Linked DNA regions of Mus musculus: regions 2, 3, 4, 5, 6 and 7 are each linked to region 1. The links are chromatin contacts, called in public HiChIP or PLAC-seq and promoter capture Hi-C maps. All regions are on one chromosome and are shown on one strand. Each heading gives the region's core, a stretch centred on a gene start, on an enhancer-like site or on the middle of the called end of the contact. The rest is flanking DNA. Distances are from core to core; before and after follow the strand shown. Region 1 holds the start of Nf1 (neurofibromin 1). Region 2 holds the start of Rnf135 (ring finger protein 135). Region 3 holds the start of Unc119 (unc-119 lipid binding chaperone). Region 4 holds the start of Tnfaip1 (tumor necrosis factor, alpha-induced protein 1 (endothelial)). Region 5 holds the start of Slc46a1 (solute carrier family 46, member 1). Region 6 holds the start of Suz12 (SUZ12 polycomb repressive complex 2 subunit). Region 7 holds the start of Crlf3 (cytokine receptor-like factor 3).

Region 1 (3,653 bases), core at 781-3,280:
CTGGTGCCACAATTCAGAAAAGAGCATTAGATCCCTTGGGACTGGAGTTACAGACAATTGTGAACTACACTGTGAACACTGTGTGAATGCTGGAAATCAAACCCAGGTCCTCTGCCCGAGCAACAAGTGCTTTTAACTGCTAAACCCACCTCTTTAGCCCCTTAAATCCCTTTTTTTTTTAAGTTCTACACAGCAATTCTTTTCTATCAAGTTTAGAATCTAACATTCTACTTAATGTTCTACTGAAATCTAATGCTCTATAACTGGACCAATTTACACAGTAATATTTACTTCTTCAGGCGGGTTACAACAACAGTTTGTTTTGATGCCTTTTGGTCTGGAAACCAAATGAATGAAGTCTCTGATAGCTACAAAATTTTATCTATGTAGGTTTGTTTTTTTTGGGGGGGGGGTGTTGAGACAGAATCTCCCTTAGTAACCTTGACATCCTGGCATGTAGTCTGTAGACCAGGCTGGCCTCCAACACACAGAGATCTACCTGCCTCTGACCTCCTGTGTGCTGGGACAAAAGTCATATAACCACCACATTCAGCTCTGTGTAGGTTTCCCAGTGTCCTCTGGGTAGACTTCCTCTGTCGGATAGGTCAAAAGATTGAGTCCTATAAAAAAATGTCTGCTGGTCAAATTAAAGAAGAAACCCTTCCCCTACCTGTCAGCTCCCATAATCAGTTTTGTGATTAAACCCAATAAACAAAAGAGATTGGTTCAATTCTAAACAATTCTCTCATTAGAGGACACCCCCTGGCAGAACTGCAACAAAAAGCAACCATCCTTTAAACCAGCCCCAGCTATCTGTAGATAGCATCAAATTAAACTAGTTCTCATGGACAAAAGGCTATGTGTGGGTTGTCTACTCATCAGCCTTAGAATTTTATGTGTGGAAAACTCAGCGAATAAAAAGCAACCTTCCTAAACTACAAAACTTTTCCCTCCATCCCAAGTAGTCTCAATGAGGGTTCAAAGAGTCAAAAACAAGTCAAACAACAACAAACCATGGTCACAATTATTGGCCCTAGGACCACATCCTAGCTGTCTGTCTCTGCTGTCTAGTCTGTAGCTAGATTTTCCCTTTGCTTTCACCCTTCTCCCCTTACTCTTGGAGTCTCACTTAGGAAAGCCAAGATTCATTCTGGGGCTGCTGGCAAGCAGGGACTGGAGAGGGGGGTGTGATCATCAAGCAAGGAAGGGGGAGGGGAGTCATTTCAGAACTACGGTTTCCCCTGCAAACGCAAAAGGCAACCTTGTGTCATCCGGCTATCAAGGATGCTGGTGTGAACATCATCCAGGCAAGCTGACGCCCCGAGCAGAAAAGTAAGAAAACCTGTGCTTTCCCTACTCCTGCCCCCAAGGGGCAGCTACAGAAAATGGGGGTGGGGCAGGATATTATCTTGCTCCTACTGGGGATGCATACACAGACTGGGGGTTCCTTCGGTTATCCCCAGTTACGAGGATGGGGGGGAGGGGGTTAAGGGAAGAGGGAACCCCTATCTACCTCCTTCTAAAAGGGGAGAGTTAAGAGAGAACCATTAAATCCAGATGGAGTGGCCCTGAAAGCGCCCCCAGGTCACTCATCCCCGCACCAAGAGCAAGCGGAAGGGCTGGGATAAAGGGGATGGAGGGCTGGTCACGGGCAAGGCCCCACCCCCCCGGTTTAGGAGGGAAGGAGAGCCCCGGCTCACAGCCGAATCCCCGGGCAGTCCCCTAGCGTCGCCCCCCCACCCCAGCCCTTCCTCGGTCTGCGGAGCCCCCGGCAGCCCGAGAGGCAGCCGCTCCTTCCTCCCCTCACCCACCGCGTCCCCACCCCCACCCGCTCCCACCTCCTGCCCGCCGCGGCCCGTTACCTGCTCGTCGAAGCGGCTGACCACGGCCTGGACCCATTCCACCGGCCTGTGTGCGGCCATGTCCTCCCGGCGACCCGGGGGCGGTGGAGGGCCGGCGTCCGGGGCCCGCCTGAGGGCGGGCGGGCGGCCGGCGCGGAGGTGAGGGCAGCGGCGAGCCGAGCGGCTGAGGAGTGCGGGCAGCTAGCGTTCCCACGGGGGTGGGGACGGGGGCCCGCGCGGCCCGCCGGGAGGGGGACAGGGGAAGGGGGCGTTGGCGAGGAGACTGGGGGAGGGGTGGGGAGGGGAGCCCGGGGAGGGGAGGGCGCCTGTGGGTGGCTCTCCCCACTAGCGCCGTCTCCCCTCAGCCATCACAGTCCGAGACGCCGCCATGACACCCCACCGGAAGTGGGATCCTTTCCACGGCTCGGGGAGAGGGAGAGCGAGCGAGCTTGAGATTGAGAGCGCGGCTGGGAAAGGGGAGGGGGAAGCGAGAGGGAAGGGGCCTGCTGCGCATGCGCCCGCGGCCGGCCGGTTTCATTAATGAAAAAGCGAGTCCTCCTGGAGGTGACGTCACCTAACTCCTCCGGGCCCGGAGGCGCGCGTCCCTCGCTGCCGCGGGTCTCCCCACCTAAACTGGCGCGGGGCTCTGGCCAGAGAATCTGAGCCGACTCCGGTGCGTAGGCTGTCATTGCCACCGCCGCCTCGAACAGCCCTTCCCCCGCTGGCCTCCGGGCTTGGATCGCTCCCGGGGTTAGAAGTTAGGGTGTCCTGAGGCTAGGCTTTCTCTCCGACCGCTGATCTCTGTCGCTGATCTGTCCCGGAGGCTGGAGTCAGTCTCTCTCCGCTTTCTTCACTTAAAAATGTAAGGCACACACCGCCACGCAGTCGATGGGGCTTCTGAAGGCTGCTGAAAACGGGTAAAAAGAAGGCCAAGAGAGATTCCGTGATTTTTTTCTTTTTAATGTCGCTTAAATTCCAAAGCAAGGCCCAGTGGTGATCCAAGTTGGAGACTAGAATTCCCCAATCCGAAATTCCTCAACTAAACTGACGGACAACCAAGTTAATAAAACTTTTTGCACGGATGATAATTCAGATTGAAGACTAGTTCACCATACTGTAAAGACCTTTAAAAGGCCTAACATTTATGCATTTCAGCCTTTCGAACAAACCTTTCCAGTAGGACTCAGTAGCCTGACCTATCTGATGAACAGAGCACTGGAGGTTCCAGGATACATGCCCAAGGGCTGATAAGTACCAAAATGGTTTGACTCTAAGAACAAATCGAGAAGGATGGCTCTCCAGAAACAAGGGCCTTCCCAATGCCCAGAACCAGAGTTTGAAGGACTTGTGTGGAATTGGCTGTGCACACTTACAAAAGAGGATAAACCCAAAAGATAGTTTGCTCGGGGCTAGCCTGTTCTACTTGGGGATTTCCAGGCCAAGCAGAGCTACAGGGTGAAGCTCTCTACTCATCGGATGGGGAGGGAAAGGCGCTCTGACACTGGACTTTGAAATGAGTTTTCTTCAATGCACTTGAATTAAGTCAGTGTTAAAATGTGTTTAGAAGCAGGATGTGGAGATGCTCGCTTTCATTAGAGGCAAGCAAATCCTCCTGAGTCAACCACTGCTCCATAGTGTGGCCTTGTCTCAAAAACAAAAGTGTGGACGCGCACTCAGACAACAGCCTGCAGCCATCAACCATTAGCCACATAGGAAGATACCAACTGGGTGATAAGATGAAACAAAACCACAATTTTCATTTCACCACAGAAAATCCACAGAGCTAGTAGCCCACGGACAAAGTGGTATAGC
Region 2 (4,181 bases), core at 779-3,278, 840 kb before region 1:
ACAGCCAGAGATTCGATAATTGTAGGAAGACATACAAGGACACAGAGATAAAGGAGCTACAGCTCACACACACACACACACACACACACACACACACACACCAGAAAGGAGCTGTAGCCAACTCTCCTCCCAACTCCTCCCAATTCCTCAGCTAGCTGTTAAAAGCCCCCTACTGTTACTGCTCAGGGTCGAACTCTCCTGCCCTGCAGGGCGTTGAGGAGTTCATCCTCAGCTAGCTGATAATAAAACCTCTTGCAGTTTGCATCAGGTGTGGATTTCTCTCAAGTCATTGACGTGCTGGCCAGCTCATCCCAGGACTTGAGGGGAGGCACAGCTTCGGGGGTCTTACATATCCACAGAGATGATAAAACAGCCACACAAAGCAATGATGATCTGATACATGCTGAAACATCAAGCAGCCCTGAAAATATGAAACTGAAAGTAGTTAGACACAAAGGGGCCCATTTACATGAAACATGTATAATGAGAGGTCCCCTAAAAAATAAAATGAAATAAAAACCTTGGAAGTAGAAAAGTTTCAGTTTCCCAGGGAAGCAGATTGAGACAATGGGCTGTTAATAATCAATGGCTCTGGAAGCTCAGAGCTGAGTCATCTCCTGGGATTTCCTCAAGGCCTCCCCAAGTATAGTAAATCTAACATAGCAGCTAATCAGAAACCAACCCATGTAACTTCCCCAGCACCCACTAATGAAGTTTTAGATTACCTAATGTTTGATAAAATTCCTCTAGTTTCCCATGGATGCCTTGTGCCCCTTTGTCTGGGGTCACCATTTTTATAAGTGGCTGGCCCCTGCATGCAGGGTTCTTGCTTTCTTCAAACAAAAAACACTCTTGCCTTTGAATGGGAGTGGTGGTCTCAGTGCGTCGCTTTCTGACCTAATATAACAGGTAAACTCAGACATAAAGCTTATGAGAGATGAGATACAGAGAGGCTGGAGGGACAGGAATCAGGTGTTATTGCTTAGTGAGTGGGTACAGAGGTCTTTTTTAAGTTGATGAAATTACCTTGGCAACAGCGGTGACAGAAGCACAGTATTGGAAATAAGAGAGATGCCATCGAACTGTACACTAAAAAATTGTTCAGATGGCCAGTCGTGGCACCTGTGTTTGATCCCAGCTCTTGAAAAGCAGAAGCAGGCAAAGTTTTGAGTTCAAGTGGCCCACACCTGTAATCCCAGACTTGGAAAGCCGAGGGAGTCACCCCAGGTTCAATGCCATCCTAGTCTAGTCTAGTTAGACCCTGTCTCAATAAATATACAAATAGGCCAATTGAGTTAAGGGGGAAAATGGCAATTTTTGTGGCACATACATTCTACCACACTAAGAATCTCCAGACATCACAGAAGGCTGGGAAAAACTAAAACTATACAAGTGTGCACCACACCTCGGGTGGATGGGACTTGGATTTTTAACTGTTTGTGATGGGATCTTACTATGTAACTCTGGCCCTGTGGGGCAAGCCACTCCAAAACGGGGAATTGCAGGCATGGGGCCACCACATTGGGCTTTTGTATTTCTTTATACAGCTATAAACTTTTTAAGGTTCTCCAGAAAACAGATTAGACTGAGCAAATTTTGTGGCAGAAAAAGAGATCTGGAAGTCCGGTGCAGGCTTCCTACCTGGGGCGCAGAACGCGGCGCGGGGGCGGGTTCAGGCTCCGAGCCAGCCTCGACCTCCCGCGCCGCTTGGAGGTACTTGTCCACCAGGTCTTGCAGCAGCGGGTTCTTGTGCAGCTTGGGCTTTGTCAAGGGACCCTTCCGACATATGGGGCAAGCCCAAGGGCAGCCATCCACGGCCCCACGCTTCGAGACCCACAGGTCATGGAGGCACCGGAGACAGAAGCTGTGGCCACAGGGCAGCGTGGTGGGCTGGTCTAGTAGCCCTTGGCAGATAATGCAGCTCAGGTCGTCCTCGCTCAGCCACACGGGGACTGCATTGCCAGAACAAACGGCCGCCATAATTAGGCGACAGCCAGGAAGCACCCTTAGGTTCCGCCTTGTCCTACTAACTTCCCCGGCAACACTTCGCCTTGTCCATCAGCTCGCCCCGCCCCTCCCATCAGCTCGACCCGCCCAGCTGCTAATTCTCCCCAGCCTCTAAAAGCGCCGGACATTGCTGGCTACCTGCCTGGATTTTGGCCTGGAAAAATCATCTCTCTCTAGTAGTTGGGTCCTGCTCGCCTAGCCACAAACACGCAACCCCAACAACTTAAGCTATGAAGAAGGTCCGCTTCAGGAACTCATTTTAGAATCATAAGAGTATCAAAATTACAGTTATGAAGTAGCAACAAAAATGGGATCTAATGCCCTCTTCTGGTGTGTCCGAAGACAGCTACAGTGTACTCATATGCATTAAATGACATTAAAAGACAGCCTCAGGGGCTGGTGAGATGGTTCAGTGGGTAAGAGCACCCAACTGCTCTTCCGAAGGTCTGAAGTTCAAATCCCAGCAACCACATGGTGGCTCACAACCACCCGTAATGAGATCTGATGCCCTCTTCAGGTGTGTCTGAAGACAGCTACAGTGTACTTACATATAATTAATTAAAAAAAAAAAAAAAAAAAAAAAAGACAGCCTCAGTCTTTATTTGCTCTTCTTAAAAATAAGTAAATCTGGGGGGAGGGTATAGGAGACTTTCGGGATAGCATTTGAAATGTAAATGAAGAAAATACCTAACAAAAAATTGGAAGCCAGGCGTGGTGGAGCACGCCTTTAAGGCAGGCGGATTTCTGAGTTCGAGGCCAGCCTGGTCTACAAAGTGAGTTCCAGGACAGCCAGGGCTATACAGAGAAACCCTGTCTCGAAAAACAAAACAAAACAAAACCAAAAAAAAAAAAAAATGGAAAAAGAAAAAAAAATAAGTAAATCAGGGCTGGAGAGATGGCTCAGCAGTTAAGAGCACTGATTGCTCTTCCAAAGTCCCGAGTTCAATGCCCAGCAACCACAGGGTGGCTCACAACCATCCATAATGGGATCTGATGCCTTCTTCTGGTGTGTCTGAAGATAGCTGCAGTTTACTTACATATAATAAATAAATAAATCTTTAAAAAAAAAATAACCAACTACTCTTCCAGAGGTCCTGAATTCAGTACTCAGCAACCACATGGTGGCTCACAACCATCTGTAATGGGATCTGGTATGTCTGAAGACAGCTACAGTGTACTCATATACATAAAATAAATGAACAAATCTTTAAAAAATAATTTTCTTGCTACTTCACAACTGTAATTTTGCAACTGTTATGAATAGTCATGTGAATATAGGAGTTTGCCAAAGGTGTTATGACCCACTCATTGAGAATCACTGCTCTAGCAGGTACCTCAGCAGTCAGGTCCAAAGAACTTTAGAAGCTAGAGAGGATCCACCTCCCCAGGGAGCTGCACTCTGGAGAGACACATCCAGAATTTGTATTGCAGCTTCTCTGACCGGGGAATTAAAAAAAAATCAGTAAATTCAGAGGACCTCATCAGGCATGAAGGCACACATCTGTAATCCCAGCACTCAGGAGGCAGACAGACAGATCTCTGTTAAGTTTGAGGCCAGCCTGATCTACAGAGTGAGTTCCAGAACACTCAGGGCTACATTAAGAGACCCTGACTCAAAAAAAAGAAAGAAAGAAAAAAAAGAAAGAAAGAAAGAAAGAAAGAAAGAAAAAAGAAAAAGAAAAAGAAAAAGAAAAAGAAAGGAGGAAAGGAAAGGAAAGGAAAGGAAAGGAAAGGAAAGGAAGGGAAGGGAAGGGAAGGGAAGGGAAGGGAAGGGAAGGGAAGGGAAGGGAAGGGAAGGGAAGGGAAGGGAAAGGAAAGGAAAGGAAAGGAAAGGAAAGGAAAGGAAAGGAAAGGAAAGGAAAGGAAAGGAAAGGAGAAAGACAGTGCCTCCTGGACCACATGAGGCTCTGTCATTTAAAAAACATAAGTGTGTGTGTGTGTGTGTGTGTGTGTGTGTGCATGTGTGTTATGTGGAATCTCTTAAAAACCACCTCACTCTGCTGAAGAGAGAACGATTACATCTCTTCATTCCACTGAAAGAAGAAACAAAGAAGCACCTAACAAGTACCTTGGGCATCTGTTGCTCTAACATTTCAGCCAAATTTATTTCGGTTCTCCTCTCCTAGCTTGAGGCCTTTGAGAATTTTCTTTCCTCAGCTTGAATTATTTCCTTT
Region 3 (4,170 bases), core at 671-3,170, 1.0 Mb after region 1:
GGTGGAGAGGCCTGGAACCCTGTTTTCAAATCCTGCACAGAAAAGGGCTCTTAAAGAGGCACTTGTCTTAACTCATCCTCCACATGCTATGCCATTTCCTCCAGACTGGGAGACACATGCTGTGACTTCACCTGGAAGCTTCCTCCATTGCAAAATAAGCCTCCAGTTATCCAGGCCAGAGGCCAGTGAACCTGCCCTCCAACGCACAGGGCCAAGCTAAGCTGTAAGGTCTCCTGTTGCAAAAGGCAGCAGCCCACGGGCTTCCACATCAGCCTGGTCAAGGCCCCTCCCTCCACTGAGGGCTGCCTGGCCAAGGAAGCAAGTGCTGGGGAAGTCTAGCCAAGAATGCCGCTGTCTAGCCCTGGAAGGAGGAGGGAGGCCCCTGGGGACCCAGATGCACAAGCTCAGGCCTGTCATCCTGGTCCCCTCCACAGCTGTCTGGGAGCCCTGGGCTCTGCTGCTCCTGAGGCTAGCGGGTTTATTTCCACACTAGCACCCGTGTCCATCCCAGAGAAGGGAAGTCTAAGCTCACAAGTGGAGCCGGAGCAGGTTGCTGGTGACCTACCCATTCCAAGGCAACCCGCCACTGTCTCTCCAAATACCTTCCATTCCTCAAGGCTCAGCCAACCTTTTGCCAGAAGACTCTCTAGTCCTTGTGCACTGTCTGTAGCGGTGCCTGCCTTGGCCCTGAACGATCACTTATCTGCCTGCAGGCAGCCACTCTGAACAGTCCTATGTAGCTTCCAACACTGTTGATAAAGGAACCCTGTTGACAGCGTGCACAGCATGCCAAACATTGTCCAAAATCAGAAGACTGGCTTTATTTTTCACAATAACCTTGAGGGAGGTAACATTGTTCTTGTTCCCATTTTACAGATGGGAAAAAAAAAAAAAAAAAAAAAAAAAAGCAAACATGCTCCTGCAAATGAAATTACATCCCCAAGGTCACACAGCCAATTTCCGGGCAAACTCTGGGACTCTAATCCAGGTAGCACAGCTCAGAAACTCAGTTTCAGTGGAGACTAGCCTTCCCTTGATGAGAGAGCCCTGGAAAAAGAACAAGTCCTGACTTGGGGGGAGGGGGGTCACGCACTTGCTTCCATCACAGGGCCCACAGCCAACAGACGGAAGCACCCGTATCAGCAATGTTCCTGGGCAGAGTATGGCCTCAGCCTTCCTCGGGGAAGCAGAGTGAGGGCTATAACGGTCGGTCAGGGAGCCTGAAGGTTTTCCTTGCCTCCACCTAGCCTGATGTGGCCACTGAAGACAGCCTGCAATGAGGCACACTCCTCTGTGCGAGCACCCTCAAAGGGTTCCGAAGACTCCACTGGGGAAAGGGTTACAGATGCAGCTGCTGCCCCACCTCCACCATGGGAAAAGGGGTGGGCCCCTTGAAAAAGAAGGAGTGGGGTGAAAAGAAGCCACTTCAAGGAGAGGAGGGGGCGCATCAAGAGACCAAGGGAAAGAGCACAGAGATTTCAGGCTTGGAGGCAAAGAGAGAGAGAGTAAGGGGATACAGAGGAGGGGCACTGCGTGGGGGAGGGGTGGGGGCTGGACTCTGAGCCTCGTGGGCCCCCTCCCGCGCTCTCCCTCCAGCCCGCGGGTGGCGCTCCCTCGCCGGTGCTCACCACCCGTGATCCGCTGCAGCCCCAGCACATCCTCCGGCCCGATGGGCTGCTTGCCCTGCAGCGGCCCCAGCCTGGGCCCCGGGCCTGGCTCCGGCTCCGACTCGGACCCGGACTCAGCTTCCGCCCCAGGCTCCCGCGTGGGCTCCGCGCTCCGGTTCGAGGCCCCTGGAACGGGCTCCGCCCCCGACCCGGTCCCGCCGCCGCCTTTCTTCACCTTCATGGCCTCGCGGGGCCGCAGATCCTCGCCCGCTGCCACCGCCGCCGCTGCTTGCGCCGGCTGGAGCCAGGGGAAGGGGGAGCGTCCGCCGCCCCACCCCCGGCCGGGCCCCAGGTGCCGTCCCGCCTTGGTCACGCCCACGGGAGGCGGGTCACACATACCCCGCCCACCGCCTGGCGTCTCCAGCGGGGGAGCCAGAATCCTGGGGGTCCTTGTGAACTTTTTGACAATGTAGATTCTTTTTGACAATGTAGTTACCGAATACCTCTCCTCTTTCTCTCCTGGGTTCCAACCTCAAGGTCTTTCCCTGATACCTTTGTCCTGACTTCAGCCCAGGTCTCAACCCACCCAGTTCTAAAGTACTTCTTCTCAATTTCCAGCTAACCAGCCCTTTTTTTTTTGTAATACATTAAGTGAAATTCTTGCTTGTTCCCTGACCCTTCCTCCTCAAAGGTCAGCTCTATGAAAGCAGAGATGCTCTATACACTGTTCCTCGTAACACCCTAGCACTACCACACAGCTCCTTGCAGCCAGTACCCACCCAGTATTTTCCTTTGTTGAATTGAGTTGCTATCCCAGGGCTGTCACTGGCTCAAGCTACTCCCCACTAGAACTCCTGCTAAAAGCTGCTTCAGGCACCCTACAATCCGCAGGCACCCTACAACATGCAGGCAGCACAGCCCAGGTGTCGAGCCGTCCCCAGGATGCTCAGGACGGGAGGCAGGAAGAACACATGGTGAGCTAGAACAGGTCAGTCTGCTTCTCACACAAGAACGAGTTATGGTCATCCATATCAACTCATATTCAACCAACGTTTAATAACAGTCTAATGTATGTTTTTAAAGAGCCCAATATACAGAACACTTTTACAGGCTTATCACATTTAATCCAGCCCCTTTCTGAGGGTGACATCATCAGTGCTTTCCCACCAATGGAAACCTGAGGCTCAGGTGAGGAGCGAGGAGCGGCTTAGCTGATGCTCTCTAGTCTGTTAAGTGCAGAAGCCGGAGTCTGATTCAGGCCTGTTGGGTTCCAAGTCAGAAATGTTTTCTCCTGTTCCACACTACCTCTCTGAAAGGGTAGAGGGGAACCTTAGCCACAAGGTAGAAGATCCTAAGCCACTGCCTCCTAGACCAGGCTGTCCCCAGTGGGTGACGCCAGTCAAGAAGCTGAGGAAGGAGGGAGGTGGTCTCAGAAGTGGAGAGGACAGGGCTACAATTCAACTCAAGTACTCCCCTAAATTCACCTCTCAGTGCGTTTGTATGCTGTGCTGACAGGCTGCAAGGACAAAGTACCCCTGTCCAGAGGTAGGCACACAAAGGCTTTCAAGTTCGAGCCAGATATGGAGATCAGGAAGGGTACCTTCTGAGGCTTGTAGGCATGGAGGAGCAAGCCAGTGGACTAGGAGGGGAAGGGAGCCCATCGTGGAGTGCCATCCGTAGAGAGCCCACGGGCGAGAGTGAAGACATGTCATCACCAGCAGACCTTGCCTTGGTCTCTTGGCCCAACACCCTCCCAGCGTGGCTAGAGAGGAGGGCTCCCTCTGACATGCTGCCCGGATCAGTCTATCTTCTCAGGCTTTTTCCAGGACTTGCGAGTTTCCTGAAAGATCTTAACCAGGGACAGGAGGATGGGCACAGCCATGGGCAGGAAGAGGGGAATGTAGATAGCAAACTTCTGGTCGTCGGGGAAATACAAGAGGTGGAGGAGGGAGGGGTCAAAAAAGGCGCGCTCGGAGGAGGTCACGGCTTCCTGGCTGGCAGCAAAGGCGGACGACAGGTGCCCAAGGGCTAAGGCCTTTGCTGCCTTCTGGACGGCAGCCACAGCCCTATATACCTAGGAGGGTGAGGGATGGGGTTAGCAGTATGTCCTAGACGTGGGGCAGGGAGAAGGGCCTGGCCTTTTAGTACCCTCTGAAGTTTCCTAGAGTCCACAGAGGTGTGTGGAAGTTAGTTTAAAAAACAAAACAAGACACAGCTGTTGTTTATTTTCTGAGGGGCAGCTTGAAACTTTCATTTGTCCCCACCTAGACTCCCACTAGGAGCTGGAATGGCTTCCAGAGGAAGCCTGAGATATTTATTTAAGGATGGCATGCCCCCACACACCCTGGCCCACCCCTTCCTGGCACATTTACCTCAGAAGCCACATCATCCTTGATGACAATGTTGCTGATCTTCCCCAGAAGCTGGGCCAGGGAGGTGAGGGTGGTGGTGGCCGTGGCCAGGTTCTCCACGGAGCGAGCCCAGAGCAATCGGTCCAGCTCCCAGGTCATGAGTCCTTCACTCTTTGGTCCTGAGAGCAGGCATTTGGGAGGCACCTGGGGCT
Region 4 (3,734 bases), core at 1,103-3,602, 800 kb after region 1:
TCAACATACATTTCTTGAGTGCCTACTACATGCCGACACTGCTAGATGCTGGGCGTAAAGATGAATGCAACATGGTGCCTGCCCTGGAGCAGCACAGCTTAGCTGGAGGAAAACAGACACGTGAACCTGAAGGATTATATTGCATCAAGTGATTTTTACAGAAATATCACTAAGCAAGGAGAAAAGACAATTTCAGTTCACTTGGGTGTATCTGGCCTAAGCTGCGAGCGAGATAAAAGCATAGTCATAAATCCCTGTTTAAGGTCCCAAAAAGGCTTTTCAAATGCATGCCCTGAAATGAAAAACAAAACAAAACAAAAAGGATGAATTTTAAAATGAGAGTTAAAAGCTAGCTATGGTCATGCGTGACTCTAATTCTAGCAACTCACTGTGTTGCTAGAAGACTGACACACGTTTAGGACCAACCTGGGCTGCATACTGAGTTCCAGGCTATCCTGTGCTACACAAGCCCTTGTCTCAAAAAAACAAAAAACAAAAAAACAATTGCCTTCCTGTGTTGTTCTAGTTGGATAGTTTGAGTATTTAAGAGCTCCTAGGGACTAACTGGACCAGGTCCTATGGAAGAGTTCATATGACATGAGACTGCAAACACTTGTTTGAACTCCTACTGCCTTCTGAGTTAACATGCATTTATCAAAAACAAAAACCCTTATTGAATCCCAGCTCCAAGGACAGAGTGAACATAGTGTCTCTAGACAGACAGTAAGCAAATAAACACAAACTGTGATCAGGGTATGAGGAACAGCGCTCAGTGCTCTGTCAGGATTCTACAGGAGGACATAACTCAAGTAGGCAGAGAGGTCAACAAAAGCCTTCAGAAAAAACAATCTGGGACCTAAACACGTCCAGAAAATCTTCTAAGAGAAGGGAGAGGGACATTGTGGGCATAGGGAAAAGCATATGGGGGCGTCCTAAGGCTGGAAGATTTTGACACAAAGGGTCCTGGGATCAAAACAGCAAGAGGGAGCAAGGCTGGCAACCGGCTATAGCTGGATGAGTAAATGAACTTGGGTTTTGTTTTGTTTGTCGAGACAGGGTTTCTCTGTGTAGCCCTGGCTGTCCTGGAACTCACTTTTGTAGACCAGGCTGGCCTCGAACTCAGAAATCCACCTGCCTCTGCCTCCCAAGTGCTGGGATTAAAGGCATGCGCCACCACACCCAGCTGAACTTGGATTATTTTTTATAATGATAACCGCTAGCAGTGGATTTCGGCAGTGCTTATTGATCAGAGTTGGAAAGATCACTCACTGCCTTGGCCAAACAGAGGGAACAGGGAAGAGCAGAATAGAGGCGTCCTTTCCAAATTTCTCACTGTGAGCCAAGCATCTCTAAGCAGGCTGCCTGCAGGTAAGTGGCACTCTGATAATGTTTGCAGAATGAATGAATTCATGTGGAAACAGAAGGCTGTAACAGAAGAAAAGATTTGAAGCCGAACGGGAGTTCAGAGATCAGATGATGTCTGAATTGACAGAATTTAGTAATGCTTAATGCAGCACTTTGGAGAAAAGTGAAGAAAGGAGCCAAACACGATTGCCATGGATCTGGATTGGACCGAGAGTATGGCTGGAAAGGACAGTTTAAAGAGATGGGTAAGATAGATATGGTACATAGCGGGCTATCAGATCCCCAGCCCACCCCTAACTCCCACCACAAATATGCTCCAGGAACGTGGGATTGAGTTTCCTAAGCATGAAGGCTGTGCCTGGCTCTACGCTCCCTGGCTCTCCCAGGTCCGCAGGCACAACAAATAGTTGTAGCTGTGGAGTTTGGAGAAGGCGTAGACACAGGAAGAACTGGGCAAATGGCGCGGCTGTCTTTACTAAATTATACTCCTGCAATGTCCGAACCTCGGTTCACCGGTGACATCGAGGGAGCCAGGCTGAGCTGAGTGTAAACCCGATCCCTAAAAACTCCGAGGTAGGGAAACCGCCGCTTTCCACCCGGTCCAGCCAATCCTCGGCGCTGGGTCACGTCGGCCTCCTCCCGTCCCAAGTCCTCCACGTCCCCGACCTACCTGACGAGCCGCCTCGGCAGCGCTCTGCGGCCCTGACGACTGTCGGTAGAAGCTTCTCTCCGGCAACTGCAACCGGCTGCTGCCACGGAGACAAGATCTAGGAGCCACACGTCACCCCCGAGTCCAGAAGCACCAGCATCCGCCCACCCTGCGGTGCTTGCTGGGAAATAGATGCAACACGCGATAACTGCCCACTAGGCCCAGAAGCCTTTGCTCAGGGGGCGGGGACTACGACACGGGAAGTAGATTTGTTCCCGAACCCGGAAGTAGAAGGAAGTCAAACGTCAAGTTTTCGACCCACTGCTAGCTCGCGCGCTGTGCATGCCGGGTCTTGTAGTCTCTTTCCCGATCTGTAGGGTTGGGCTGTAACTCCGGAGTCGGCGGGCGCAGGATGTGAGCTCACAGCCGAGATTGCAGGCAGCCGCAGGCCAGAGGTGGCACCGAGTCCGCTTGCTACTTGACTGAGACTCGGAGAGGCGTCCCCGCGGACGGTGAGAGCCAGAGGTGCGGGTGCAGAGGGGAAGGACAGGCTCTGCTGAGTCCTGGGCAAAAGGCACGGGATGGCGCGCGGGGATGAAGTTCAGGTCTTTTCTGGGGATGGGAGGCACCACGGATCTCAGTTTTTCAGAAGAGGAGGGGTGTGGCGGGAGAGCAGCCTACACTGCAACGAGAGACATGGGATGTTTCTCCATTTCCACTGGAGAGCCTTTGGGTGAAACATAAGAGCCGCTTCCACGATTTCTGACCTTTCTTGCCAAAATCAGCCTTCCCACCTCGCCGTACCTCGTGTCCTTCCTTTAGAACCCCAAGTCTTTGAACTACCGTGATCGTTTGCGCTTTGTTCTGCTTGGCTTCGCATTAGGTTCCCATAGAGACACGTGTATGTTCCCCAGCCCCAGGATTACCCCTCTATCCACAGGCGAAGTCCTGAGGAAAGAGCCCTGAAACTATCAGTGGAAACTTCATCCTCTCAGAAATTTCTTTCTAGGGCGTCACCTGCCATTGGACTCTTGGACCTAATTGGTCTGGGTGGAATCTGGTCTGACGTCATCTAGGACTCAAAGTAGCTCTTAGGAGGAAAAGAATAGATTAGCTCCGGATTTGACTTCCTCAGTTGGCAAGCCTAGTCACTTGGGTTTCTTTGATTTGGCAGAACGTGTTTATGTGCTTCCTTGATTCTGGGGAAATGGGACTGCACACAAAGTATGTGAGGAACTTGCTAAAACTTGTTGAGGAGTTGATTTTTTTCCCGCTTTGAGGTAAGGCGGTCAGTCGCTCACCAGTCTAGCATTGTAGTGTTACTGTCAGACTCCCGGAGCTCGTTTCCTCCATGTTCCATCACTGAAAGCAATTAAGCCATCAAAAGGATATGCTACTTAATATAGCACCAATATAGACCTTCCTGAAAGCCCCCCACTCCCGACCATTCCAAGGACATACTGAAATCTCTTCAGGGTCAGTTTTAGTTTAGCAAGCTGATGTATATACTTAATTCTTGTTTGAGGACCAGTGTTGTGGGTTTTACCTGTAAAACATGAGGAATAACAGGAAACGACTGAGTGTTCCGGTATTAAAGAGGTTGGTTCCACTTTGGGGCGTTGTTGTTGTTGTTGTTTCTGTTTACAGCATTGCTTCTGTGGTGTAAGCCTTTATCATCACTTGCCTGGACCAGTCCTTCCTCTGATTTTCCCATTTCCTT
Region 5 (4,179 bases), core at 194-2,693, 870 kb after region 1:
AAGCCAGGCCAATCTCAGCCACCCAGGTGTCAGCCAGGCAGAATTGCAGAAGCCTTAGGCCCAGCAGGCTGGTGAGGTAGGGTAGGTGCTGGGCTGCTGAGCCATAGCCAATCAGCTTGGAGTCCCAGCAGAGGGGTGCGCTCAGCTCATAGAGTGTCAGGATATCTTGAGCCCCAAAATGCACAGTAACCACCACGAATATGGCCAAAGAGTACAGGGCTAGATGCATCCTGGACTTTTCTGGGGCTGGAACCACATATAGCCGGGCAATGGATCGATGATGGCGGAGCGTGAAAAGCCTGGTGGACTTTGGCTCCTTCACCGTCTCACCAAAACAAAATGCTGCGTATAGAGCCATGACAATCAGCAGGGCCAAAGCCAGCCAGAAGGGGTTGGCATAACCCTGGGCCCGGAGCCAGTGACCCCCGAGAAGGCTTGCCAGGGTCCCGGCCACACCAATGCATGCTTCCAGCAGAGCCATCCGGAAGGTGCGACTGTGGTTAGAGCTAACATCTGCCACAGAGGCAAAGCTAGCAGCAAGGAGGCCGTTGAAGTCTCCCAGAAGGGCACAAAGAGCTCGGCCAAGCACGAAGAACCCGACGTGCAGTTCTAGCTGCACCACAAAGATGGACACCACGGCCTGGAGCAGCAGACCAAGAGAGGCCAGCACCAGCAATGGGCGGCGACCCACGCGGTCACTCCAGGCTCCCAGCAGGGTGGACCAGAAGAGTCCCACCAGGAAGCCTCCCACGTTCATGTAGAGGGTCCAGTGAGATGTCAGGGTCTCCACTTCCTGTAAAGACACAATCACTAGTGCGCAGGACCTCACTTTGGTTAGCTACCATCACCATCCTGGGAGCTATAGCCTTGCTTTAGAGCCCTAAGCCTCTTGGAATGTTCCTTCAACTTGTAAAAACAGGCCCTGGAGAAGCATTCCCTCCGTCGCTACACTAGATAACTTTCCAAGCCAGGCTTTCTCTAGGTACACCTCCAGCACAAGGCAGCCAGCCAGGGCAGGCCCCCTTTGGTCTGACCCGCCCACCACGCCACGTGTGTCCCGTCCCCTCGGGGACCCCGTCTTCCACAGGCCCCGCCCCGTGCCGCGCTCCGTATTCACAGCTGCTCTGGTCCCTGCTACCTTCATGAGGGGATCCGCGCTTTGGTTCCCACAGTTCTCCCGGTGGCGGGTGCCATTGTAGCCGAGCTCCGTGCTGAACCGGTGCCAAAGGTACTGTGTGGTGAGCGGTCCCTGCAGAACCAGGGCAAAGTTGGCCAGGAAGACTAGGGGCTCCACGGGGCCGCGGAAAAGCACGGGAGCGTTGAGGAAACTGTGGGGCGAGCCCACGGAGCTCACGCGCCCCTCCATGCGCAAACACGGAGGGGCTAGCACCTCGGAACCAGCTGCGGGAGGCCTGGACCAGTCTGTGCTGTCTGCGCCTGCGCCGGCTTCGGGTGCTTCTGTTAAAAGTCTAGAGGGGCGGAGCGTGAGACAGTCTCAAAAGCTTTGGTCCGCTGAACTCTGGGCTGGGTGTCGTCCAAACAATCCCTGTGGTGTGTCCTCACTTCAGGCAACGCAAAGATACTACCGTGCTGCAGCCCTCCTTCCTGGGCGTCGGAACACTCAAAAGAATAATCACTATATCAATAACTAACATTTATTGACAACGTAACTTTGTTCTGGGGCCAGGAATTCTGAATATATTATCTCGTGGCAACCTTATAGATTAGTCACTTAATGATCCGAATCCAGAGATGTGGAAGTAAGGTCGAAAGGCACGCAGGATTAGCGCACAAGACTGGATATGCCAGCTGCGTGGCATCTGCCTCTCGGCACATGTGCATCTGTGTAAGAACAGCCAGAGCCTGGTGGGCCACACTGGAGTACTTGTGCTCTGCCACTGATCCGTTGACCTTGCCTTCACTTGGAAGAAAATCTTAGTGAAGGCAGGACCTAGTGGCATGTGCTTTTAATCCCAGCACACCAGAGGTGAGGCCAGTTTGGTCTAAGCAATACTAGGCTAACCAAGGCTTGATGTTCTGTCCAAAACAAACAAACAAACAAACAAACCAAGAAAGAAAGAATGCCGAGCATGGTGATGCATGCCTTTAATCCCAGCAATTGGAAGGCAGAAGCAGGCAGATTTCTGAGTTCGAGGCCAGCCTGGTTTACAAAGTGAGTTCCAGGACAGTCAGGGCTACACAGAGAAACCCTGTCTCGAAGAAACCAAAAGAAAAAAGAAAAGAGAGAGAGAGAGAGAGAGAGAGAGAGAGAGAGAGGAAGTATTGGAAAATGACAATGAGATTTGGTACACTGAAAGTATTATTTTATATACATACTTTCAGACCAGGCTAACCTCAGACTCATAGAGATTCCCCTGCCTCAGGCTTCTGGATGCTGTTGCTATTAGACCTAATCGCTGTTGGCTATCATTAATGACTAATAGGTTGTCCCTTGCCCCTGTTCCTGTCCTAGGAGCCTTTCCTGGAGCTAGTGTCACATCAAGGACTGGGATCTGATTCTGCAGTTCTCTTAGAGGGTGGAGTAGAGACAAGAGGAGCCTGAGACTGGAGGCCCCTGGGTGTGGGCCTGTGCTCTTCAGTGCCCCTGTTGTAGGAACTGAGCTGGAGAACAGACATCTGCACTGTTGCTGAGCAGCTCAGACTTCCTGTCTGTCTGTCTGTCTGTCTGTCTGTCTGGGCTTCTGTTTTATTGCCTGTGAAAAAGGAGTGCCCTTACTTGGTGCCGTGGAGATCTGAACACAACACTGAAGCAAACAGATGAAGCCCCCCACCAGGCACCACAGCTTCTAGATTGGTGGGGAGAGAGAAAGAGCAGGATGTAAATAGTGTAGAATCCGACCATGGCAGAGGGTTTGAGGGTAGGAATAGAGGCGTCTCATGCTCATGTGGGGACCAGGAGCAGAGCCAGCAAAGTTCCCAAGAACTAACAGGACCCAGTGTGTGACCCACAGGTCCGATTCTTGGGGTGGGGAGTAGTAGTTCCATTTCTGCCTGCACTTGAGAAGACACAGTGACGCTCCTCTTCCTTGAGCCTGCAAGAGTCTAAGGCTCAGAATAGGTGGATGCCAAATAGGCACTGGAGCCTACCCTTCTCATGGGCTTCTAGAGATAGATGATTCTGTGTTACACATTCAGACCTCTTTACATCCGCATCCCACCACTCCCCTCTAACCCCGCCCATACAGAGCTTTTACAAGTGGGATCAGCTCAGGGAGGGAGACAGCTAAAACCTTGTAAATACTTCCTAGAGAGGAGCTGAGGTCAGGAGAGGCCAAGGTCTGTCAGCTGAGAGCTAGTCAGGGTGTGACTCAGTCTGTGTGTCTGATAACTAGGGGCCTCTTCTGACTCCTTGATAACTTCACTTTTCCTGGAGGATGTGAACCAATGTTTATGCTTGCTAACGATAGACCAAAATAACGATTCCGGCTTGGTAGACACGCAAGTTTATTGGAGCATGGAGACAATCACCAGAAAGGGTCACCCCAGCGTGGACGATGACCATCCTATAGCTGCATAGCTAGAGTTCCCCTTAGGGTTAGCCTCCAAACCTTTGTGATCTCCTGCACCCCCAGGGGCATCCTACTGCAGGAACAGAGGGAGGGAGCGCCTGGAATCTCAGTCACGCCTAGAAGTCCTTCCCACTCCCTCCTTCTGTGAGGGATGGTCAATATTCCTTGAATGCTTCCTGGAACTCGGCTCTGCTGGGGTCGTTGCCCTCTGCTCAGCCCATCCAGTGGTTTCCATTTTACTAGTGAAAGTCAAGTCACCCTGCAAACCACCGGTACCTGGGCCTCCTTCACCCTCCCCCTAGTCCTCCCACCTCACTCTGTTCTCCCTCCACTCTGGCCTCTCTGGCCTCCTCAGTCCCCTTCCAACAACCCGTCAATCTTACTCCTCTTTGCACATACCATTTCTTCTACCTGGAATGCTGTTCTTCCAGATGTCCATGCCACTGGCTGCCCCACCTCTGCTAAAAATGTCACCTGACCCAATGATTTATGGCAGTCACTCTTTCCCCCTTCTCCTGTAACACCCTCACCATGGGATTGTTAGGACTTTCTTGTTTCTGTTTATTGTTGGCTGTCTCCCTTTCCTAGAGTTAAAGGAATTTGGATCCTTCAGTATGGTTTCCCAGCTACCAGAATGGTACCTCACACA
Region 6 (3,951 bases), core at 1,405-3,904, 650 kb before region 1:
GTGCAAAAATATTGGCTATAAAAAATTAAAAAGATTAAAGTTACAGATGAAATTATAAGAATGAAATAATACTGGTGAATTTCATTGACTACTTACTGCGATAAGATTTCGAGTTCGAAGAAATCTATATATCTGTGTTGGTTCTAGGTAACAGGAAACAAAATCCAAACATTATCTAAATGTACTTTTTAATGAACTTGTCAGTAAATTATCAACCCAGCCCAAGACAACCCACACCCTAAGCAATATAAAGCAATCAATCTCCCATTATGGAAATAGTTTACTACATATTTATATCTAGAAAACTAGTAAGCAGGAAAGGTCATTCAGTCCAAGACATATACTCACAAAATCTTTTTCCCGCCCCCTCCTCCTCCCTGAAGGTAAAACCTAAGGGTCTTTCTCTACACTGTCACTAATCCTTTCTGTGGTAGCCACCATCAGTGAGCAAAGCAAAGAGCAATAAATTAAGTACCTTGACTTAGCTCTACTCCACACACACATTTACGCCAAGCAAGATGAAAATTTCACTTTAGTTGGCCATTAAAAAACTTGTAGTAACTAGTCAAAACTAAACTCTTAACAAACATTCTAATACAGATAGGATCAAAAAATTAGTATTGTAAAATTCTATCTTAAACTCATAACAGCTTCCAAAAACATTTTTCCCCAAAACAATTTTTAATGCTTAAAATTTAAATTATTATAAAGGGCTTAGGTTAAATAGTTGAAATATATCTTCCTACAACTCCCCCATTCCAGTAATATTAGATAACTACCAGAATCACATTTCTTTAAGACATGGTAATGTAATTACAAATACCTATATTAATAATTACATTAAGAACTTAATGTCTAGAAACTGAATTAAGTATTAGGGGTAAAAAAAAGATCTAACTCTTAATGGTAACTGTTTTCTTGCAAGTGGATTTCATTGAAAGCTAGTAGTTAAAACCTTCCTAGAGGATTGGTTTTCTCATAACATTTAGAAAGTTTTAAATTTCCAATTAATCTTCAATTTAGTTTTAGTTTCAAGTTAAAGTAAAAGGAGATGAGATGTCTTAGAAGAGGTACAAACAAGTGTATTTATTCTCATTACTGTCCTTCAGTTCTGATTATATTTAAAAGCTTTTCAGATTTTTGTAAAAGTATATTAAGCAAAAGAATAACGATCTCTGAAGCATGACCAATTATCTGTTTCAATATTCAAAAATCGAAATGATTTGTATTAAATTCCAATAAGAATTTCACGAAGAATCAATGAAAATGAAGGAAGAGTATTAAAACAATGTAAAACGTCTTTCCAAGCACAGCTGATACCAAAGCCCATAACATATGCCACGGATATAGTGTAAATAAAGAGATTCAACGGCAAAGCTGACTTCATTCAAGTTGCCGTAAAATACCCAGCTAGAAGATTGCTAAATTCCACTATCTACACAAAAGAGGTGCAAAACCATCAGGATATAATGCCCACTTAGTAACAATTTTATTTATAGTCATAATGTTTATAAATTCTATTGTTTGTTTCCAGGCACTGTGTGATCCCCTTTCCAAAAAAGTCAGTTTCGCCCTCCACGCATCTTTTAAAACGAAAAACCGGGATTTAAAAAAAAAATGTTCTGGAATTAAGAAACAACTCCAAGGTTGTCCACGGAGAGGACGCTTGCCCCATTCTGTCTCTCTCAGTCTACGCACCCATAAAATGGGCGGAAAGGTTTGAAAAGCTTAAAAGGTTTCAAATGCTGCGTGTTCACTCACACGCAGCCAGAGTGGGTACGAACGCATTTCAGACCCATGACAATTTCCTCGGCTTTACAACACTCATCTCCGGACAGGCTGTGTCTCGTCCCCCCGAAACCTACAACTATAATCCCTGTACTTGTGGAGTAAGGAAGACACAAACGAAAACACCAACTCGTCTCGGGATCTATATGCGCTCAGTTCAACCGTCACGTCCCCACCTCCAAGGCTGCTCTGAACCTGGGGGCCCCGGGGCGACCCTTCCGGGAGTCAGGGACCTGCTCGGGACCCCGGCGTTCCCCAGCGAGTCCTCCCTCCACTCCCAAAGCAAGTGGACTCTCCGAGAACCCGGCGGAGTGCCCCGTGCCCCGAACGCCGGAGAGGGGCACCCCTGCCCTCGAAGCCGCTCACACTCACTCTCAAAGGCCTGGAGGAAAAGCTCGTGGTCAGCCTGGACGTGCTCCATTTTCGGCTTCTTCACCGGCAACACCGCGGCCCCCGCCGCCGCCGCCGCGGCCGCCGCCGAGGAGGAGGAGGCCGAGTAACTGCCGCCGCCTCCACAGCCCCCGCCGCCGGATTTGCCGCCCGAAGCCGCCGCCGCCACCGCCGCCGCCGAACCCCCGAAGCCGCCTCCCCCGGACCCCGCGCTGGGCCCCGAGCCGCCCCCTCCCCCACCGCCGTGCTTCTGAGGCGCCATCGCGGTTCCTGCCTCCTCCCCCCGCCAGCTACCCGCCGGGCGGCCCCGGAGAGTGAGCGCGCCTGCTACACCAACCGCTCGCCCCAGCAGGCTCCAGCGGACCGAGGGGGGAAGGAGGAGAGAGGGGAGGAGAGGGGAAGGGAAGGGAGGAGGAGAGGAGGGAAGGAGGGAGGAAAAAAAAAAAGTGTCTCCTCCGAGCCCCGCTCCGCTTCGGAGGCCGCTCACCCTACCCTGGCCTCGCTCCGCCCACTTTCCCCGCCCGGCGCTCTGATTGGCCGGCGGGAGCGCGCGCCGCCGGGCCGCCCAGCCCGTTGGTCCGCAGAGTCCCCCGTCAGTCACGCGGAGGCGCTTCTCGCGGAGGCGCGGCTTGGTTGGCCCGTGCGCGCTGCCGACCGCGGGCCCGGACGCCTCTTTGAACTGAATTCGCGGGAAAATGAGGGGTCGGAGCGGCCTTCCTGCTCGTCCCGGTGCATTGTGGGCAGAGGGGGACTCGCGAGCGGCTTTGGGAGCCGTTTCTCGCCTTGAGAGCTTCGTCAGTCGCCGCCCCCAGGGGGGCAGAGGTCCCCTGGAGAGAGAGGCGGGTGACTGAGAAACTGAAGGCGAAGGGGCCTTTGAAAGGAGCGGAGGTCCACCGCGGATCCCGAGACTGTGTGGTCTCAGGAAGTGACCTGCCCCGGGGGTGCTGTGTGCTCAGTCTCATCTCCACTGAGGCAGGAGGAGATCGGATCCCCTGGCCGCCACGTGCCCCAAGCCACCCATGGCCGAAATCCCCTAGCGCAGCCACTGGGTTGTCGGACGTGAAGGGCTCGCCTACGAAAGGGAGCGACCTATTTTGTGGCGGCCGTTTCTCAGAAATTAAGGAGACTTGGTTTTGTTTTGTTAAGTGATGTGAGGTTTTGGGATTCTGTGGAATTGGGTTGTGGCTTCTCAACACGATGCGAGCAAAGTAGATACTTCATTTTCTCTGAGACAAATAGGTGATTCGAAGTAAAGACATTTCTTGAAGTTTTATTTATTGTACTGCCAAAAGCTTGTGAGGAACGCTGTGTTTTGAGTGTCTTGTTTAAAAAGATAGATAAACTGGGCGGTGGCGCACGCCTTTAATCCCAGCACTCCAGAGGCAGAGGCAGGCGGATTTCTGAGTTCAAGGCCAGCCTGGTCTACAAAGTGAGTTCCAGGACAGCCAGGGCTACACAGAGAAACCCTGTCTCGAAAAACCAAAAAAAAAAAAAAAAAAAAAAGATAAACAGACCCGACCTAAGTCTGTTGGTACAAATTGGCTTACTCTGAATAACTTGGATTTCAAGTTAGACAAAATAACCAGCTTATATTGCTTATATTTTAACTTTCTAAAAATGTTTTTATGCTCGGTGGTGGTGGCACACACCTTTAATCCCAGCACTTGGGAGGCAGAGGCAGGCAGATTTCTGATGCGAGCCTGGTCTACAAAGTGAGTTCCAGGACAGCAAGGGCTATACAGAGGAACCCTGTGCCTAAGTCTACACCAAGGT
Region 7 (4,020 bases), core at 1,012-3,511, 740 kb before region 1:
GGCTGGCCTTGAACCTGAGAAATCCACTTGCCTCTGCCTCCTGAGTGATGGGATCAAGGACATGTACCCTTACTGCCTGGCTGGCCCTTGATCATTAAAACATGATTTTTTTTTCTTAAAGATTTATTTATTTTATTTTTGTGAGTACACTGTTGCTGTTTTTCAGACACACCAGAAGAGGGAATCAGATCCCATTACAGATGGTTGTGAGCCACCATATGGTTGCTGGGAATTGAACTCAGGACCTCTGGAAGAGCAGTCAGTGCTCTTAACCGCTGAGCCATTTCTCCAGCCCCAAAACATGATTTTTATTTTATTTTATGAGTGTTTTGCCTGCATGTATGTATGTGCACTATGTGTATGCCTGGTACTCTCAAAAGCCAGAAAAGACGGTCAGATTCCCCATGACTGGAATCAGAGACAGTCCTGAGTTACCATGTCAGTGCTGGGAATCTAACCTGGCTCCCCAGGAGGAACAATCAAAGCTCTTAACCACTGAGGCATCTCTGTAGTTCCTTCCAAACTTTACCTGCAAATATAGTATTCTGTTCTATCTTTTCAGCAACTCTTGTCCATATATTTATTAGACTCTCCTCCTACTCCTATCCTTAAGTTTGTCTTTCCTACTTTGTCCTACTGTTTTCTACTCGCATGGTTAATGCCTTAATTCATTTAGCAGATACCAACTATTTACTAAGTATTAGGCTATGTTATCTTTAGGATAAAAACAGCTCTTCTGGCCACTCTCTCCATTTTTCTTTCAAAAGGGCTTCCTTCTATTTTCTTTACTTTCTTATTTTATTTATTCATTTTTTGTTTGTTTGTTTGTTTGAAGATTACGGTTTCTCTGTGTAGCCCTGGCCATTGTGGAACTCAGTCTTTAGGCCTCAAACTCAAAAGATTTACCTGTCACTGGCTGGGACTAAAGGGGTTTGTCACCACTGCCCAGCTGTTTTCCTTATTTTCAAGTATTCTTTTATTTCTTCTTCTCCTCTCTTCCTTCCCCTCCCCACTTTATTTATTTATTTATTTATTTATAGACCAGGCTGGCCTGGAACTCCCCCTCCCTACTTTTGAAAGTGTCTTTTTTTTTTTTCCAGACAGTGTTTTATATCACTCACGTTTCTCCCAGACTCACTACGTAACAACCAGATAACTGTTCTGAGTTCCAGATCTTCCCAAGAGCTGGGAGTAGAGGGTATGCCCCTATGTTTCGCCCATGTGGGAAGAACAGTCTGACCTGGAACATCTTCGATCTGGCCTCTAATACAGATCCATTGCATAATCCTGAGACAATCCTGTACCGTGTCTGATCCTGCTGAGGACAATTTACACACCTTGGGCTTATGGCTCATTTAAGGACTCAAATCCAACCAGTTTTAGTGTGGCTTTTCAGCAGATCACTTTTTACCGTTTTAATAGTTTGGGGGGAAAATTACAAAGACCATGTTGTGACACGTGAAAGTTATTATGCCATATCTAAAATTCTGTATTGAAAGGTTTATTTTTACATCCTTGTTGTCCAATCTGCCTTTTTTGCTCCCCATTCCAAGCAACCCTCCTTCCCCGGCCTCTCTTAGGGCTGAAACACAGGAGCAAGCGGCTCCTCTTGTTTTTACTATACATGGTCACACCCATTTACTTAATACAGCGAAACATACACTTTATCACATGCCAGCAGATATTTATCGGGAGGCCCTTACCGAAGAAAACGTGCCATCATTCGCCTTGGCCTTCTGCCAAGATTGCTGTACAGCTGGTCATCACTTGGGCCTCTCTCTCTCTTTCACCTCCCTCCTAAGAGTATCTAGGTAGTGGCGCCTGGGTCAAGTATCCTCCCAAAATTCCCGCCTCAGCTGGCATTTACTAGGAAGGTAGTACAGCGACGATTTAAGGCCCAGAGCTGTAGCCTCGGCCCTGGAGATCATGCACTGAGTTTAGGAGAGTAGATCCCCCCTCTGTGTCCCTCCACTTCCTCCACTGTGCAGGGCAGATAAGTAGTGCAGTAAGATAAGAAGTGGGAAGCACTTAGAGACGTGTTCACGTGTTTCTACTCTAGCCTCCACTTGTTTCCTGAGGAAGTGTCCAGGCGGGCGCAGCAAAGAGGCCGGAGGAGGAGCTGAGCAGACGGCGCAGCAGGTTTCACTCACTCAGACCAAGGCGCCATTAGTGCCTGTGTCCCCCCCACCCCCACCCCCCGGCGTCTGTCAATCAAGCGGCAGCGGGGGCGGGGCGTGAAGGACAGGGCAGGGCGGGGCGGCGCTTCCGCTGCGCGAGGCCGCTCGGGGTCGCTCGCGGGAGCTAGGCGCAGTCGGGAATCCGGCGGGCCGCGCGACCAGATGAAGGGCGCGATGGAGCCGGAGCCCGAGGTGCTGCTTCAGGAAGCCCGCGAGAACGTGGAGGCGGCGCAGAGCTACCGGCGGGAGCTGGGCCAGCGGCTGCAGGGGCTGCGGGAGGCGCAGAGGCAGGTCGGAGGGCCGCTGCGGGCCTTAGAGGGCGCGGGCCGGAGGGTGGGCGCGCGCGGCGGGGGCGCCCCGAGGCTCAGCAGAGGAAGTGGGTCGCAGACCTGTGGGAGACGTGACATGGGGAGGTGGGTCCTGCAGAGTTCTTCAAGGGAAAGATAAGTTTGGCGGACTGAGAAAGAGTTTGGGGAGCGCTCCTGAGCCGCCTCGCGGGGCACTTGGTGAGCGTAGGGGTGGTGTCCGAGGATGAACCACGGGAGCAAAACCCGAGGGATCGCAGAGTGAAGATCGGAAAAGAGAGTTGGGAGGAAGAGGGCATAGTCAGGGGAAACCTGCGACAGATAACTCGGTTTAGAAAGCCTGAGGGCACTGACCTGGGGACAGTAAAGGTGGAGACGAAGTAGAGGGAGAGGGAAGAAGTAAGGAGAAATGGAGAGGTTGAGCAGCAGTGACCTTAATGCCGAATGAATGGGGACGGGGGGGGGGGGGGGTTGTTATTTGAACATCTCACAAGATCCCGAACGCCTTGAACAACCTTTTAGAGTAATCTCTAGACAGGCTAGAACTGAAGGTGAAGGATGTTGAAGGGCAGAAGGAGCAAAACAAGATGTTTCAGGGAGGGTATACAAAGGTGAAGGGAAATGGAAAAACAGATTTTAAGAGAGGACTGGTAATAGAAGAGGCTAAATACACTTTCAAGTACTGCAGTTATCTCTCCACAAGGAAAGGTCGAACAGAGATAGCGGAAAGCCACATGGCTCCTCTCCACTCTCAAAGGTATACAGAAAAAGATATAAGCCCCTGCTAATGCTAGATAAGATAGATAATCCTCACATTACTATTAAGTGCTTTAGTTAATGCTTTTTGAGGAAATGGAAATTCATTAGAATTTCTCTAGGCCTAGTTTTGTAGGGTACCGTCACACTGGTAACTCCAGTGCTGCTGTGCCGAAGCAGAAAATGGTGAAGTAGTGCTGCGATAATCTTCGAATATTGTCATTGCTAATAATTTAAACCTCTCTAGAGCTGGTGTAGGCCAGGCATCAACAGTTGAGCTAGAACTAGGATCAGAATCCAGATACGACTTATGATTTAAACCTGATTTGGTGAATACTTTCAAGGTCTTCCAATGCAGACATCTGGATTTCCTTTGGAAAGAATCTGCATTATTCCTTCTGCTATTTTGAAATAAATGTTGAAAATCTAGGATTTAAAAAAAAAAGGTTTAAAATACCCTCTTTTATATAGTACTGCTTAGTCTGTGAATTTCATGTATGCATACAGTGTATTTTATCTTAGTCACCTCCCACACCACCCCCTCGAACATTTTTAAATTTTAATTTTTTAATTATTCATTTATTTTTTTTGAAACAGGGTTTCTCTGTGTAGCTCTGACCGTCCTGGAACTTGCTTTGTAGACGAGGCTGGCCTTGAACTCAAATATTTGCTAGCCTCCACCACTCAGGTTTTTTTTTTTCTTTTAAATTTATTTATTTTTTTATATATGAGCACACTGTTGATATCTTCAGACACACCAAAAGAGGGCATCAGATCCCATT

The links. Promoter capture Hi-C pulls out the DNA fragments that hold promoters and counts their contacts. HiChIP or PLAC-seq counts read pairs in DNA pulled down with a chosen protein or histone mark.
Region 2: a promoter capture Hi-C map of liver shows a contact between it and region 1, with 3 times the contacts expected there. The contact joins the promoter of Rnf135 here to the promoter of Nf1 in region 1. A contact is called at or near these places in 4 of 39 promoter capture datasets (hippocampal neurons, liver and stem cell-derived epiblast-like cells).
Region 3: a contact with region 1 is called in a promoter capture Hi-C map of hippocampal neurons, with 3 times the contacts expected there. The contact joins the promoter of Unc119 here to the promoter of Nf1 in region 1. A contact is called at or near these places in 5 of 39 promoter capture datasets (hippocampal neurons, liver, pre-B cells and 1 more).
Region 4: an H3K4me3 HiChIP or PLAC-seq map of embryonic limb bud shows a contact between it and region 1, with 5 times the contacts expected there. The contact joins the promoter of Tnfaip1 here to the promoter of Nf1 in region 1. A contact is called at or near these places in 5 of 39 promoter capture datasets (the C10 cell line, hippocampal neurons, liver and 1 more), 1 of 484 Hi-C or Micro-C datasets (nephron progenitors), 12 of 115 datasets of contacts at active chromatin or transcription factors (astrocytes, bone marrow-derived macrophages, differentiating embryonic stem cells and 8 more) and 1 of 9 other capture datasets (liver).
Region 5: a promoter capture Hi-C map of stem cell-derived epiblast-like cells shows a contact between it and region 1, with 4 times the contacts expected there. The contact joins the promoter of Slc46a1 here to the promoter of Nf1 in region 1. A contact is called at or near these places in 5 of 39 promoter capture datasets (the C10 cell line, liver, pre-B cells and 1 more), 2 of 115 datasets of contacts at active chromatin or transcription factors (extraembryonic endoderm stem cells and pancreatic cancer cells) and 2 of 9 other capture datasets (adipose tissue and liver).
Region 6: a promoter capture Hi-C map of liver shows a contact between it and region 1, with 4 times the contacts expected there. The contact joins the promoter of Suz12 here to the promoter of Nf1 in region 1. A contact is called at or near these places in 6 of 39 promoter capture datasets (3T3-L1-derived adipocytes, cranial neural crest, hippocampal neurons and 2 more).
Region 7: a contact with region 1 is called in a promoter capture Hi-C map of liver, with 3 times the contacts expected there. The contact joins the promoter of Crlf3 here to the promoter of Nf1 in region 1. A contact is called at or near these places in 4 of 39 promoter capture datasets (hippocampal neurons, liver and pre-B cells).

The regions. Positions count from the first base shown.
Region 1 is chr11:79,338,269-79,341,921 of GRCm38.p6, reverse strand. It overlaps Nf1 (neurofibromin 1), which reads right to left and starts at 2,030. Exons shown (of 58, transcript NM_010897.2): 1 at 1,863-2,030. The coding sequence starts at 1,922.
Region 2 is chr11:80,181,716-80,185,896 of GRCm38.p6, reverse strand. Rnf135 (ring finger protein 135) reads right to left here and starts at 2,028. Exons shown (of 5, transcript NM_028019.4): 1 at 1,642-2,028. The coding sequence starts at 1,980.
Region 3 is chr11:78,341,245-78,345,414 of GRCm38.p6, reverse strand. Unc119 (unc-119 lipid binding chaperone) reads right to left here and starts at 1,920. Exons shown (of 5, transcript NM_011676.3): 1 at 1,629-1,920. The coding sequence starts at 1,848. Pigs (phosphatidylinositol glycan anchor biosynthesis, class S) reads right to left here. Exons shown (of 12, transcript NM_201406.1): 11 at 3,980-4,170; 12 at 2,639-3,681. The coding sequence ends at 3,406.
Region 4 is chr11:78,534,878-78,538,611 of GRCm38.p6, reverse strand. It overlaps Tnfaip1 (tumor necrosis factor, alpha-induced protein 1 (endothelial)), which reads left to right and starts at 2,352. Exons shown (of 7, transcript NM_001159392.1): 1 at 2,352-2,526. Ift20 (intraflagellar transport 20) reads right to left here and starts at 2,251. Exons shown (of 6, transcript NM_018854.5): 1 at 2,036-2,251; 2 at 1-102.
Region 5 is chr11:78,462,965-78,467,143 of GRCm38.p6, reverse strand. It overlaps Slc46a1 (solute carrier family 46, member 1), which reads right to left and starts at 1,443. Exons shown (of 5, transcript NM_026740.2): 1 at 1,139-1,443; 2 at 1-793. The coding sequence starts at 1,366.
Region 6 is chr11:79,991,809-79,995,759 of GRCm38.p6, reverse strand. Suz12 (SUZ12 polycomb repressive complex 2 subunit) reads right to left here and starts at 2,654. Exons shown (of 16, transcript NM_199196.2): 1 at 2,161-2,654; 2 at 97-143; 3 at 1-15. The coding sequence starts at 2,440.
Region 7 is chr11:80,079,232-80,083,251 of GRCm38.p6, reverse strand. It overlaps Crlf3 (cytokine receptor-like factor 3), which reads left to right and starts at 2,261. Exons shown (of 8, transcript NM_018776.2): 1 at 2,261-2,468. The coding sequence starts at 2,340.